Regions from separate parts of the Rattus norvegicus genome. Here region 1 is linked to region 2. Evidence: chromatin contacts called from public Hi-C data. All regions are on one chromosome and are shown on one strand. Each heading gives the region's core, a stretch centred on a gene start, on an enhancer-like site or on the middle of the called end of the contact. The rest is flanking DNA. Distances are from core to core; before and after follow the strand shown.

The links. A called contact is a pair of places that touch in the nucleus more often than the background predicts.
Region 1: a Hi-C map of the A7r5 cell line shows a contact between it and region 2, with 2.4 times the contacts expected there. The contact joins two enhancer-like sites. A contact is called at or near these places in 2 of 12 Hi-C or Micro-C datasets (the A7r5 cell line and Schwann cells).

What each region holds. Positions count from the first base shown.
Region 1 is chr1:252,428,733-252,436,193 of GRCr8, reverse strand. Nkx2-3 (NK2 homeobox 3) reads right to left here. Exons shown (of 2, transcript NM_001107594.1): 2 at 5,885-7,006. The coding sequence ends at 6,267. Among named protein-coding and RNA genes, the nearest start is that of Nkx2-3, 5.1 kb to the right of the region's middle. Within about 2 kb of position 4,888, at least 6 of the 93 cell types and tissues checked have an H3K27ac peak or open chromatin away from gene starts, as enhancers often do. A contact at or near this core is called in the A7r5 cell line, where this site is marked.
Region 2 is chr1:252,301,466-252,308,169 of GRCr8, reverse strand. Got1 (glutamic-oxaloacetic transaminase 1) reads left to right here. Exons shown (of 9, transcript NM_012571.2): 9 at 819-1,629. The coding sequence ends at 958. Cnnm1 (cyclin and CBS domain divalent metal cation transport mediator 1) reads right to left here. Exons shown (of 11, transcript NM_001107593.2): 11 at 3,965-6,181. The coding sequence ends at 6,102. Among named protein-coding and RNA genes, the nearest start is that of Got1, 25 kb to the left of the region's middle. Within about 2 kb of position 2,214, at least 12 of the 93 cell types and tissues checked have an H3K27ac peak or open chromatin away from gene starts, as enhancers often do. A contact at or near this core is called in the A7r5 cell line, where this site is marked.

The sequences.
Region 1 (7,461 bases), core at 3,639-6,138, 130 kb before region 2:
GTTCTCATCTCCCATGCCCCCAGAACCTTACTGGACAGCACTGATATAGAATATTTCTATTTGGCCAGGCAGAGTGGCGCATACCTTTAAGTCCAGCACTCAAGAGATAGGTGGATTTCTTGAGTTCAAGGACAGCCTGCTCTACACAGAGAGTTCCAGAACAGCTACAGCTACACAGTGAGAGCCAGAGAGAAAGAGAGAGAGAGAGAGAGAGAGAGAGAGAGACAGACAGACAGACAGACAGACAGACACAGAGACAGACACAGAGACAGACACAGAGAGAGACACACACATACACAGAGAGAGACACATACACATACACACAGAGAGAAACAGAGAGAGACAGACAGACAGACAGAGACACAGAGAGGCACACACAGAGAGATATTTCTATCGAGAATGTTCTTTTGGACACTGTTCTAGAACTTTCTTCAGCAGCACTCCTTGCAACAGCCCCAAACTATAAACTCACCTGGCTGCCTGTCAGTAGAGGAATGGTAAATTTATTGTGGTATGTCAAACACTCTGAAATTGTTTGAATGAACTACCTGTTACATGCTGCAATAGGAATACACCTGGCAAATAAAAGCCGGGCACAATAAGAACGCATACAGGCAATTCCTTCAAGGCCATGTGCTCCAACAGTGAAGCCCCTCAACAAGCCGGGGCTCTGGAAGGCTGTAGTCACCGTGGGATGTGAGGGGGTTGGGATTTGCGGGTACTGGCCCTATTGTTTTTCTGCCTTGCTATTAGTGGTTTACTATATCTTCTTTATAACCGCCCCCCCCCACCCGCCGCCATGTGTGTCTCTGTTTTCACATCCTGCTTTTTAATCTGGCACCTACAGTTCAGGGAGGGGGAAAGCATTCTTTCAATACAGTCAATGTGCTTTTGAGGTCACTGCTCTCATCGGGACTCCTTCTCAGCACATCCTGCCCTCCCGGTGAACACGTGGCACCGCACCCCGGATTCCTACCTCTGCTCTGCGCTGGCCTGGCTCTGCGCCTCGGTGGTGACAGTCAGTACAGCTGGCTCTTCCAGTCCCTCAGTTGGCCAGGCCCTCAGGGCTTGCTGGTGCGCTCCGCGCTCAGCCGACTTTGGCAGCCCTGGAGCCCGCCCTCTGGTATCTATGGCTGGAGGACCCTAGGATCCAGCCTCTCCAATGCAGAGCTGGACAGAGGCGGGGCATAAACGGTGTCCACTCACAGACACTACGTCCTTCTAGGTCCCTGGAATTGGGAAGGGGTGCCCCGGGAAATCCCCTCTGGGACTCTGAACCCTGAAATCAAGAAGTAAGCAGACTAGGGAGGGCCTCGATTCTGAATCTTCTTGCCTTGGCAAACAAGCGTCAGCCCCCACCCTGAGGAGATGCTTGGCCACTAACAGGCCTGTCTCTTGGTACCCCACCATCACCACCTCAGCCAGCAGAGAAGTAGATTTCCCTATCCTATCCTTTTCTCTTTCAGAGACTAGCTAAAGAGGACTGGGTCCCAGGACTTTTCTGCATCTGTTTGTGTCTCTTCCCCTCAGCTCTGCCCTCAGTGGGTTTACCAGTCGTGGCTCAGTTGGGGCAGGAGCCTGCTGGGTAGATTCCTGAACCCTGGAGACCAGATTCTCAGCGTGTACAGCAGCAGGCCCTGGCCCGCCACTTTTATCTGGGCCATCCCTTTAATTTTTCCAAACCAAAGCGATTGGCAGCTGAGTGTTTGTGGCCATCTGCTGATTTGTACGTTTTCTATTTGTGCATTTTCGCTGTAGATTCTAGAAGAGAATCTGAGTGATCCATTCAAGGGGAAACTGACCTGCCCCCAATCTGCTCCAGGAAGGTACTGCTTGTGGTGTTAGTTTTGAGGTTAGACTAGGGACAGCCTATTTCTCATCTGCGAGATCAGGCTCTGCAGGAACCTGATCTGACTGGCCAGTAAGAACTTATCCCTCCTCCTCCCACCCCTGCCTACTCACCTCCTAAGCCCCAGGGTGGCATAAGTCACTGTGGGGTATTTATACACAGATTTAGGGATCCTGCCCACCCAGCCAGAAGCCAGCTAGAAATGACCATTTATCCTTCTCTCTAACTTAGCGAGGGACAGTAGAGCCCCAGAGAGACGGCTTAAGGGCTCTTGGGTAGTGAGAAGGCTGGAGGGGGTGCACTGGGTGGGATTCCTCTAGGCTTGCAGGACAATCTTATAGAGCAGCTGTTTTAGAAAGATCTCCTCACCCCACCCCTGGTGTGTGTGTGTGTGTGGGGGTGTTAAATGACGCTGAACTGGTCAAAGATTTTTCACTCTGATGTTCCTGGCTCTGGAACCCCAGCAATGACGGAAATCCTTTAACGAAGTAGTGGGAGCTATTTATTTTTGGAGTATACAGGCTCCCAGAGTGGGACAGGGGGCTGGAAGGGCTGGTCCAGGCTAGCTTTAAGTATCTTAAGACACGCAAACCACAAGGAAGTCAGCACACGGGCCCAGCTGTGCTTCCTCTTTGGGGGTTGCATTCCTCTTGGAACCTAAGGATGCAGACTCAGGGGAGACTCACCCGGACAGGAGGAAGCAGCCCAAGAAGGTGAGGATCTGGTGCTGGGAGCATTGAGAATCTGCAGCCCAGCAGGATGCCAGACGGTGTCTTGGGAGGGGGAGCAGCTACCTAGGAAACCCCAAGAGAGCCAGGGCTATTGCTCCTAGGGACCTCAGTTCCTCCAGTGCAGGCTCCGTCCTGGGGTGGAGCAGGCTGAGCCTGACTCACATATCACTATCCTCACCCAGTAAGTGTGGAGGAATCCCATTACTTTCCAAACCCCGCTTCCTTATTTTCAAATCCTCCCCCACCCTCTGTGTGATGTCAAAGTCATCACCAAGGTTCCTTGCCTACCCTGAGCTGTAGGGAGAAGTGTGATGTCTAAGGGCAGAGAGTTCCCTGGCAGCACGGTGCCTTAGAGGACAGAAGGCAGAACTGGGTACCAGTGTTTTGAGATGAGCTGCCACGTGCCCTGCCCTAGCAAGGGTAAGCCAAGAGGCCCCCTCTGCATTTCCCTTACAGACAATACTAAAGACACAGCTTGACACCCCCAGGGCCACCTGCATGGCTGTGGAGCACCCAAAAAAGAGTTGGTGAAGGAGTCTATGCATAGCCCTCTCATAGCCCATGAATCTTACTATAATTTCTACATCAGTGATGCTAGCTTGGGCCTCCATGACCTTACTTCACTGAAGGAGGGAGACAAATAAATCTTCTTCACTCCACATAACATTACAATACTGGAAAGTACCTAAGACTCTGGAGGCATGGATTAGGGTATGATCACCTCCATTTGAGGGGTTCAGGAAAGAAGTGTGGCCTTGAAGCCGGAATTTACCAGAAAGATGGGAATAGAAGATGTCCCAGAGAGTGCTGGAGAGATGGCTCAGGGGTTAAGAGCACTGGCTGTTCTTTCAGAGGTCCTGAGTTCAATTCCCAGCACCCACATGGTGGCTCACACACATCTGTAATGGGATCTGATGATACCCTCTTCTGTCATGCAAGCATATGTGCAAATAGAGAACACACACACACCACACACACATAAATAAATAAATCTTTTTTTAAAAGACGTCCCAGATAAGGGGGCAACACGGCACTGCAGAGGTCTGAGGTCTGAGAGAGAAGGTTGACTTCTTTAGTTTTCCCAGTCTGGTATCAACTTAAATGCCTTTCTCTGACTCTTATCTCAAAGGACTTCAATTTTTAGTATTTTACTCTATGTACACTTTAAGTCTATCCGCTATTAAAACAATTAACACATTTATTTGTTTGTTTTTTTTTGTCACAAGCCCACCAGCCCACTTCCATACACAAAATGAATTCCAGGAATCTCTGGACCGACCGTGGTTTCCCACTACATCCACTCCTAGCGTCTAAGGCGGTGAGAGTAAATCGGTTCTAGGTGTATACCGTTGAATGACTGAATCTTCCAGCTAGTGAGAAACTGAGAACACCTTCTCCAGCCATCAGCTTCAGGAACTCAGGGCAGGGTAAGAGTGGCTTGGGCCACCCCCCACCCCATCCCCAGTGATTATGGAGTGGCTGGAGGAGGGGCTTCAGCTCACCGCAAGTTAAGATTAAACGAACTGGGGGTGCAGAAGTCTTGTGCACTAACTCAAGCCGAGCTCTGGGACTCTTCAGCTACCAGAGAGCAAAGAGGAGGCTGGTCTCCCTCCTCCCTCCGACTTCCACAGATTCGGGCTAGGCTCTTTGGAATCCCCAAGGGCAGACGTCCTGGGCGGTCAGAGGGTTTGGGGACACTGTCTTGCCTGCCAGCCTGCCTGCCTGCTGACCAACCTGCCTTCCTGCCTTTCTCCTCCTCTTTTTTTTTTTCTTGCAGTCCCTCTCTAGCTCCCTAGCCTAGCAGCCCCTCAGCAACCCAACAGCCCCCACCCCCTCCAGCACCGGCGAAATTGCTAAACTTGTAGCAATAATGACCCTGCATTCAGGCGGCCGACTCCCGCTGAACCTCTCAGCGCCCTGGCCCTCCCGGCCTAATCAGCGCGCCCCTCCCTGCTGCCCGCCCAGCCCCCGGCCCCCCGGCCACCCCTTCCCCCACACACAAAAAAATGCGGGGAACAAAACCCCCCGCGCATTTCTCCGTCCCTCTGTTGAGCAGACTGCTGCACAAAGCCCCCGCTCTGAGAAGCAACGGGGAGCTCGGGGGGGGGGGGGGACGTCAATCCGACGCGCTGGGGTTTTTGTTCGCGCAGGGGACCTCGCCTTCCTACCACACCTTTTGTTCGGGACTCCAATAAAAAGCCATTCTTTCCGCACCTTCCCGGCCCGGAGCCGCCTTTCAGCCGGGGCCGGCCCCACAATGGCGCGGCGCTCTGAGGCCTCCCCATTCACCCGCCTTGGCACGCTCACAATCGGCCGTGTGGCAGCACTGGCCTCGCACAGGCATTCTCCGCAAGTGACAAGGAGCCGCATAAAGCCGCGGCCGCCGGGGGAGAAGGGAGGGCGGCCGAGGGGGAGAGCTCAGCCGCGGCGGGGCGCGGCGCAGTGCAGCGCCCCCGGGCGAGCTCCAAGGCCGGGTGGCGGCCAAGGGAGGAGCCGCCCAAGGCTGAGCCTGAAGGCCAACTTCTTCCTCGGAGACCCTGGAGGTGGGGCAGAGTCCCAGCTTGACCAAGGCGGGTCCCCGCACCAAGTCTGTGCATCTGGGTAAAATGTAGCGGGGGTGGGCTGGTATGGGGGATTACAAAGTTCCCGACCTCAGGAGACCCAGAGCCTTCCTCCATCCTGTTCGGCTCACAACACTAAAAAGAAATTAACAAACAAAGCTAAAGAAGAGACCAAACTTGCAGCCAGGGGCCTGGCTAAGGGGCACCAGGCAGAGATGGCCAGGGTACTTCCCCTCACTTCCCATTCCCTTTAAGGGGGGCCCTCTCCAGTCTTTGGGGCTAAACAAGTCTTGCAGCAAGCCAAACAGCTCAGAAATATTGCACCTTCTTTATTGACTCCTGTAGTGTGTGACAGCGGATGTGTACACGGCGTGTGGTTATAGTATATAGAGATAATGTGCGGAATACAGAATACAAAACAGAAAGGAAACCAACCTGGCGACAGCCTAGGTTGGGCCTTCAGGTCTTGGATTTGCTCAGCTGCCTCCCTTCCCCCCAACTTTCGATCTCACTGCGGTGGTGGTCTCCAAGAAGAGTCCCCTGACAATCCAGGGATCCGGGCGGAGTCTGTCTCGGAAGGAAAACAGTTGGAAAACGAAAACTCCACTGCGTTGTGGCGCTCCGGGAGAGCAAGAGGGGCTTCGGATCGGTGGGATTTCTCAAGCTAGTACCCCATTTTCCTCTCCTTCACGCTCTCTCTCCAACTTTTTTTTCCTTTTATTGTTCTTCCTTTCCTTTTGCCTCCCTGTTCGGTCCGGTTCCCTGACCACACTACGAGAAGGCCAAGGGAAGGCAAGAGAAAAGCACCCCCTCCTCCTCCGGAGAGCAAGCGACAGCCTCCCGCACTCCCCACAGAGCCAGGGTGGGGAGGCCACCTGCTCCCTGGCGCCCGGCCGGTGTTTCTGTCTCAAACAGTCTTGACGACGACTGGACCAGGGCATCTTTTCTCCGCTGAGCCCTTTCCCAGGCCTGGAGTGTGCTGCGACCCTGGCCCCTTGGAAGGAGCGATACGTCTGTATTTTATTTTAACGAGGGGACATGGCCCTTGGGTCTGTCCTTTCTCGTGTCTCGTTCCCGCGGCGCCCAGCTTGCGGTAGGACGCCAGCCGCGTGTCCTGCCCAGACCTTACCAAGCCCTGATGCCCTGCAAGGTCCCCTGCGCGCACGCGGCTCCAGCTGCGGCACCTTGATGCAAGGGTTGCGCGCCGCCGCCGCTGCCGAAGCCTCCCAGGTTGCCCACGTTCACAAAAGATCCGCCGCCGGTGGCGCTGCAGGCGGGTTGCATTGCGGTGGTCGCGGCGGAGGCTGCGCCGCCACCACCGCCGCCGCCGCCTGTCGGGTAGGCGCAGCCGTAGCTGCCGCTGTAAGCCGCGGCTGCGGCTGCGGCTGCTGCTGCTGCAGCGGCTGCGGCCGCCGAGTTCCCGTAGCCGTAGGCGGGGAAGCTGTTGTAGGAGTAGGCGCCGGCACCCACGCCGTAGGGCGAGCCGTAGGCTTGCGCGCTGGGAGTGACGCACGGTTTGCCGTCCCGCACGAGCACCGGCACTGCCACGCGGCGGGGCGGCGGCGGCGGCGCGTGGGTCCCCAGCTCCAGGGACTTGTCCTGTCGCTGTCTCTTGCACTTGTACCTGCGATTCTGGAACCAGATCTTCACCTGTGTGGACGTGAGCTTCAGGCTGCTGGCAAGATGCTCGCGCTCGGGCGCCGACAGGTACCGCTGCTGCTTGAACCTGCGCTCCAGCTCAAAGACCTGAGCTTGCGAGAAGAGCACCCGGGGCTTCCGGCGGCTGCGAGGCTTCGGCCTCTCGCCGTCCTCGCTCGCTTTACAGTCTCCCGCCGCTTCGAGAGACTTCTTCAACTGGCAGCTTTCTAAGGAAGAAGCAAGACATTAGCCTTTCTAGTTCCCAGGATACCACCCCTAAGCCCTAGAGGCACAGAACACCCCGTAGTAAATGCTAGATTTGGAGAAAGTTTATGGTTCCTGGTGCCCAAGGGCTCCCGCATCAGGCGGACCCCCTAACCGGGAGAAGGCATGTTCGTTCTGTGGGGAATAGTTAGACTGTATTTATTAAATTTGAGCATTAGCAAGAAAAGAGATTAAGTGTGCGGGTCCAGGGGCTAATGACAATTTTCAGGCGATCAAGGAACACAATATTTGCAAATTCGTTTGCTTTCCGCTCTCCCGAAGGTGTGAAACTTGTTGGTATTGGGGGCAGGCGGCCTGGATGCATGGGTTGATTGCAGAAAAATTTTAATATCTAAGTGAAAGGCGTATGTGCAGCTTAAGAATTTTTTTTTAATTCTCAAAACTACTGAGAATGTGT
Region 2 (6,704 bases), core at 965-3,464:
AGAGGAGAGCGTTGAACTTTCCCTCTGCCCATCTGTGAAATGGGCATGAACCGACACGCTTGCAACACTGCCCCCCAGCATGCCACATTGCCCGCCACTTTGTGTGATTTTATTACCCTCTGTTTTCGACGTGCTAATTAAGCAAAACAATATGATAGAATTCTGTCACAGTTTTGCAGAGAAACACAATCACGGTAGTGATTGAAGGAGTGCGGTGTCTGTCCCCTTCTGCTTTCGTATGTGGGTTTTTTTTCTGCAAACATGGAATCCCTGCTGCCTCCAGGGAGGCTGAGGAGTGAATGGTCCAGAGGGTAGGATCTGATGGTCCTAGGTCACAGGGCCTGGGTAGTGTCTCAGCCTGTTGGTTCACCTCCATGTTGGTTATCTGAACTTTGGGATGAGCTCCTGTCTGATGTACTGTGGAATGAAATGCTGGAGACCGAGCTTGTTGGATGTTCAGGACTACGCAGCCAAACTGGGGGAGACCCAAAGCCGGTGTGGAGTAACCAGTTTTCCGATCAGGGTACTGCCCTTGTGTCTGATGGTCGTTCTCAGTTGAGAGGGGTATCTAATATGCAAAGTCTGACTGGGAGGTCATCCGGGAGTCAAAGCTTTCCCCTTCTGCTGTAGTGATATTGTGAACGCCCTGAGAACTGAACATGAATTACGGGGGAAGTCTTTGTGGGATCTCGTGAGTAGTTTTCTGTTTGTTGATTGCACGAAAGGACAAAGAAGCTCCTTTGGTTTAGCTCGTCTGTGTTAGGGAGAAGAAGGATCCACTGCTTAAGTCAGTGTCTACTCTCCTGTCTTCTCTACAGCCAAGCAGGTCGAGTATTTGGTCAACGAGAAGCACATCTATCTGATGCCGAGCGGTCGGATCAACATGTGCGGCTTGACCACCAAGAACCTAGATTACGTGGCTACCTCCATCAATGAAGCTGTCACCAAATTCCAGTGAAGAAACACCGAGTAGTTCATACCACCAAAGCAGTTCCTGTCACAGCTTTCCTGCCTGCGCAAACCTAGCCGTACATGTTGTTTATTAGAGATGACCACCATGGGGAGGCAGCCGCTGTTTAGCTGGCCCCACAAGAGAAGACATTTCTTGAAATGAACCTGGGTCGGGTGGGGGGATGACTGGGGTTAGGGCCTTTTGGAAACCAGAGCAGATTAAAGTTATTTAAGAATAAAAAACCCTTTGATATGAGATGTAATCACCTTGCCTTCCTCTGTAGTATTCTGCAGGAGTGTTGCCCACGAAGCCGTGGGCTTCTGCACGTTGCTTGAGTCTGTACAGAGTCCTGTCCCCAAAATCAAGTTGTCTGAGGAGCCAGCTGTGACTGTGGATGTTGGCATTAAAACTCACCATTTCCATCGTCTCTGTCTCTCGGCCCCCTGATCTTTCCGCATGGTTGTGACCCTGGTCTTGGAACATTAGTTTTTTAAGGCCACTGTGGCCAGTATTTATATCATGACACACAAGTGGATTTACATATTTAACTGAGATGAAAGTTCCGCTAAACGGTATTTGCTCTTGTGATACGTGGCACATTGTGACATTTTCTTAGTCTCTTCTGTCGTGTTCTGTTTCATTTAAAAAAATAAAAATGCTGATCAAGACAAAGGGAATTAATTGAGTTTGTGATCCATTAATGAGTTGTGACCCACAATTTAGAAAGAAGTCTTTAGAGGGATTTGCTAATGGCAAAAGGTAGAAAAACAAAACAAAACAAAACAAAATGTGTTTTCGAAATCGAAAGTTCCAGTGGGATCTCGGCTGTAAGTCCATGCTGCTTTTGCACGTTTATCATTCAGATGCCCGCCATTTTCTTATTTTTCTTAAGAAACTGGGATGATATCATTTAGAGGGACTCTAGAATACCAGCTCTTCCCGTAACTACTGGAACTGTTATGTCCCTAGCGAATTGGAAAAATTACAGCTGCTTAAACACACCACAATTTCCGGAGTCCCTGAACTCTGTGAATGGTGGTTGTGGAAAAATTGGTAGGGTTGTGCTTTATTTTAAGCAACAGAGTAACCACTTTTAAATGTTTCAGAATACTTCAAAATATTTAAGAGTGGCTTTTCAGATTTCCCAGGACTCCCGTGTGGTATAAAATCCTAAAGTTTTAAAGATGATGGGCTCCAGAAGTCACCAGGTCCAGCCTGGCTCCCCCAGTGAATCAGCCTGCTTCCTGTCGTCCCTGACTCACCCTCTTTCCTCTGGGTGTGGTGAGGAATTCCTCCCAAGTTTACTAAGGCACCCTGTTCTGTCAGTAGTGCCTTTTAGTTAAAAAAAGATCTTGGACCTTGATCCAGAATTTGGTTTGCTTTTGTCGTTCCTTATTCCTTTCTTTGAATCAGTCTGTTGGTACCGAACAGGCGGCCTTCCTGCCTCTTGAGAGCAACAGTGTTACCCCTGGTCTGGCTTTCTTGTACAAAGCTCTCCGCCCTCATTCCTTCTGTCTGGAAGGTGCCCAAGGCTGGTGGGTGTGGGTGAAGTAAAGGTTATTAGATGTAAGCTTGTCACTTGTTTCCTTTTGTATCCTTCATCAACCTTTGTTCCTTCAACTTTAAGATGTTGCCATCCCAGCATGAGTTTCTTGCATTCTCCCTTGGTGTGACCTAAGCCATCAGACACAGTACCTCTGTTGGGGACAGACTTGGTTGAGGTTTGATTTGGCAGGCACGATGGCTCGGCAGTTAAGATTCCTTGTTGCTCTTTCCCAGGACTGGGGTTTCCTTTCCAGCACCCACATGACCTCTCATAACTGCCAGGAATTGCAGTTCAAGGGGATCTGACACCCTCTTCTAGCTTCCAGGGCGTACCTACATATGCTAAGGCATACACATGAATACATTAAAAAAATAATTTTGATCCATGTGGCCCTCCAAAATGTCCTTCCCAGTAAACTCAGTAGGGCGTATTTTTCTTGTTCAGGGAAAGAGAATCTCTCTCTAGGGGAAGTGCCAAAACTATTTAAATTAAGGAAACAGCTTTAAGTCTCAATGCCAGTACCAACATGCTGAAAATGCTTTTTAGTATTTTAAAGGAAAAAAATGAAGTGGGAATTTGACCTTGTGTGTTCATATATCTTGGTTAGCATGTCCTGTACTGTGTCTGGGGCTCTGGATGTTTGGGGGACCCTGCACGACCTCTCAGACATGGGTGCATGGTAGACTTCAGAGGTGGGCAAACAGGAAACTTCAACTCAGGATGTTGGGGGCCACACTCAGACACGCCCCTGAGAGGTGGCAGGACAACCTCAAGCAAGTTATCTAAAGTCTCAGGCAGATCAATGCCTTTGAGGGGGAGATTTGAGAAATGAGCCGATGGGTCCTTATTAGATATGATAAGTATAGCCCAGAGGAAACAGTTGTTGCGGGGTTAAGGAATGAATCTTAAATTGTTCCGGTTTAGCCCAGTAACGGTCTTGTTCCGCAGCTTGTCAGCTGCCGGCTGGTCCATCTCCAAGCTAGCTTTCACTGCAAATGGAGCCTTTGGCCCACTGCTCTCTTTCCTGCCTCTAGTCTTTGCTTAGAGACTGCTGGGATGGGGTCAGACTGTCCGGGAAGGTCTGAAGAACCTCACTAGTGAAGCCGGCAGAGTCTCAGGGGCGTGTCTGAGTCTGGCCTCCAACATCCTGATCTCATGGTCACGTGGGTTCAGCAGCCGCTGGCCCTAATCATTATCCTCTTAATACCCCTTTTGTCTCCATTTATACCCAGGTTTCTGTTTACTTCCCAGTCATTCCTATAAAAACCCTGACCCACCTGGGTTCCCAAAGCAAAGTATCCGAACTTTGCTGTAACCTTACCTCAGCCTCCCACCTGCCTCGAGGGGCGTATCCTTGCGGGCAGATGGGCCACAGGTGGGATGTGACACATGTGCACTGTCCAGCATGCATCTCAAATGAAATTGCTTTAGAACTCCGGAATCCCTCGGGCAGGCAAAGCAGCTAGTCCAGGAGATACATTTTTTTTATTTTATTTAAAAATTATTTACAATTTATTGAGTCTTCATAAATGCTTTATTTTAAAATCTCTTTTTTAAAATGTATTTTAACCTGAAGAAAATCTGGGGTGGGGGTGGGGCTTGGGAGCTAGGGAAAGGAATGGTGACAGGTCCCTTAGAGGTTCTGCAGAGGGAGGGGCTAATGTGACAGCAGGGGTGGCCAAAGGGTTAATGAGAGGGAACTTCATTTACCTAGCAGGCTCCCTTTCGAGATCTTGTTCCAAACTCATCACTTACTGGCCTAGGTCTGAGACACCCAGCACTAAGTGCTAGCACTGGATTCCGAGCAGGCAGGAGCAGGTAGGGAGAGGTGGCGTGGACTTAGCTAGAACACATGCATGGCCCCTCAGGGCAGCCAGGCTAAACAAGGGGCATGTGAAGTCAGTGACACACGAAGAAGAAGCATCTCTGGCTCCAATCTTCCCTCCTGTGGGCTGACCCTCTTGGCAACACCTACTGTGGTTTTGGTAGACAGTGGGCAAAAGTTATATGGGATGTAGGTTGTCACCCTACTGTGTGATGTGTCAGCGATTTCTGAGGACCCTGTCTTAAGTGGGTGTCAACCTTGCCCCACCGACAAGAATGCTTGACCACCTATACCTAAACACTATTCTCAAGTGTCCCAGTATTCGCTCTGCATTGCAGAAACATTGGGCTGAAAGTTCCATTACTTAAAACTGTTAAAAAGCCTTCGTGGATCTGGGAACTTTGAGAACATGAAGAAAGCTTATGTCTCTGGAAAACACACAAAAACACTACGTTCCGACAGTTTTAAGGGCTCCTTAGCTCCCCTGGAGTCAAACTATGGACTGCCCTGGGGTAACGCCCCAGGCTAACAACCCCTGAGTTAAAGTTCCTGTGGGCAAGTATTTTCCTGTGACTGAATAGGGGCAGGGGCTGGGGGTGGCAGCTAGGGAATGGTTTGGAGATTCAGCAGGCAGCACTGAGTCTCTGGGCACTGGCTGGAGGTGTGCAAGGACGGGGTGGGAAATAAATCAGAAACTCAAACTTGACTTTTAAATTTCCCTTGGGCTGGCTGTGTTTCCCAACACCTACATTAGTCTTAGGAGTAGATATGCACGGTCATTCTGCCACCTTGTGGTTATGATTAGAATTGCATCTGCCCCCACATCCAGGACTAAAACCCCTGGATCTGGTAGGTTTTTGGAATACTTAGCTTACCATCAAGGGATGTAGTAAGAGGCTTGAGGTGGGGGTATGTGGAAAAGAAAAGTGAGCATTCAACATTCCTGTGTCAAGCACAGTGAAGTCCCGTGACAGCACGGAGCACCCTTCCTGGCCGACCTGGGCACTCTTTGGTTTATCATGGCTACACAAACTGAACAACTTACAATCTTTTCATGTAAGTTTTTTTTTTCCTGCTTTGATTTTCACTTAAAACCTGAAGTTTTGTGTCTGGCTCACAACTTGGCCTCTATGCTCCCTGAACCTCTTCTTCTGAAGCAAACGTATAGAGAGATTAATCTCTAGACGTCCAAACTGACATCCCGGGAGACACAGTGACTTGGGGATTCCTCTCGCTTCATTCCGCTGATCTGTCCTTCCCCGGGCTGCAGGGAGAACCACTCACTAACAGTGAAGAATCCTTGTCCATCCCTGGAGCTGATTTTCACGTCAGCCCCTCTAGACTCCAGTACTCCTCTCTGCCAGCTTCACTGTCTGAGTTGACGCGGATCATGAACTATGGTAGAAAGGGTTATTTTGTCCTGGAAGAAAGAATGGTGAATTTCAGGACACAGGTCTCCCGTGGCCCAGGGACACCAAAGAACAACGGTTATCACTGGGAACCTCAGAATGGCATTGTCAGCTTGGCGTCATCCCCTGGCCAGTCCTAGACTATGCTACAGACAAGACCGTTTCTAGCATCTTCCACCACAGGTATCTCCTTCTGTGTCAGACATGAGGCAGCTCGTAAAACTTGCCAAACTGACTGAGGGGTGAAAGGTGGAGGGCAGAATGTTCTGTCACTGACGGGAGGCCTTGGGGGGGGAAGTGAGTGACGGGAGGGTGGGTCTTCCCCCAAGGCCTCGGAGTCTCACGCTCAGCCAAGGAGGGAAGACCTCGTCATGTGATCAGGGGTGTTAAATTGGAGTTTTCCTCAGAGGCTCTCTCTCCGTCTGCTGATTTCTTTCTCTTCCGGCCACCTGAAAAAAAACAAAACAAAACAAAAAACAAAACAAAACAAAAAAAAAACCAAAAAAACACAGGCTGTCAGCATCTGCCTGTAGCTAGGGAGAGCACTCATGCCATGGCAGCAGCCTGAGGACTCTTCAACACAGATGCAGGAGGGGAGGCATAGCCCCTCTCTGGAACTCATGCGATGGAACCTGCATTTCACGGGGCTGATGGGAGCACATTTACTCCTTGAAGCACTTTCCCATAAGAGGGACAATTCTGAAAAGCCACAGCTCCTGGCACTAGCTTATGGTAGAGGGTGCACAGAAGGGATTGAAGTAGGTAGGCCCCGGAAGGCCTTCTCTCCCTTCCCTGGAAGGTCCCAGCTCAGGTGACTGCCAGACACCACAGAGTACTGCTCTCCCAGGCTTTGGTGTCCCAGGGGCCACAGTTGGTGGCTAGAGCTGAGAGCCATTCTCTGCTTCAGAGCATCTCCCGCCTACTCTGGTCAGGTGATGCTGACTGACAAAGACAGCTTGTTTGTAGCTCTTG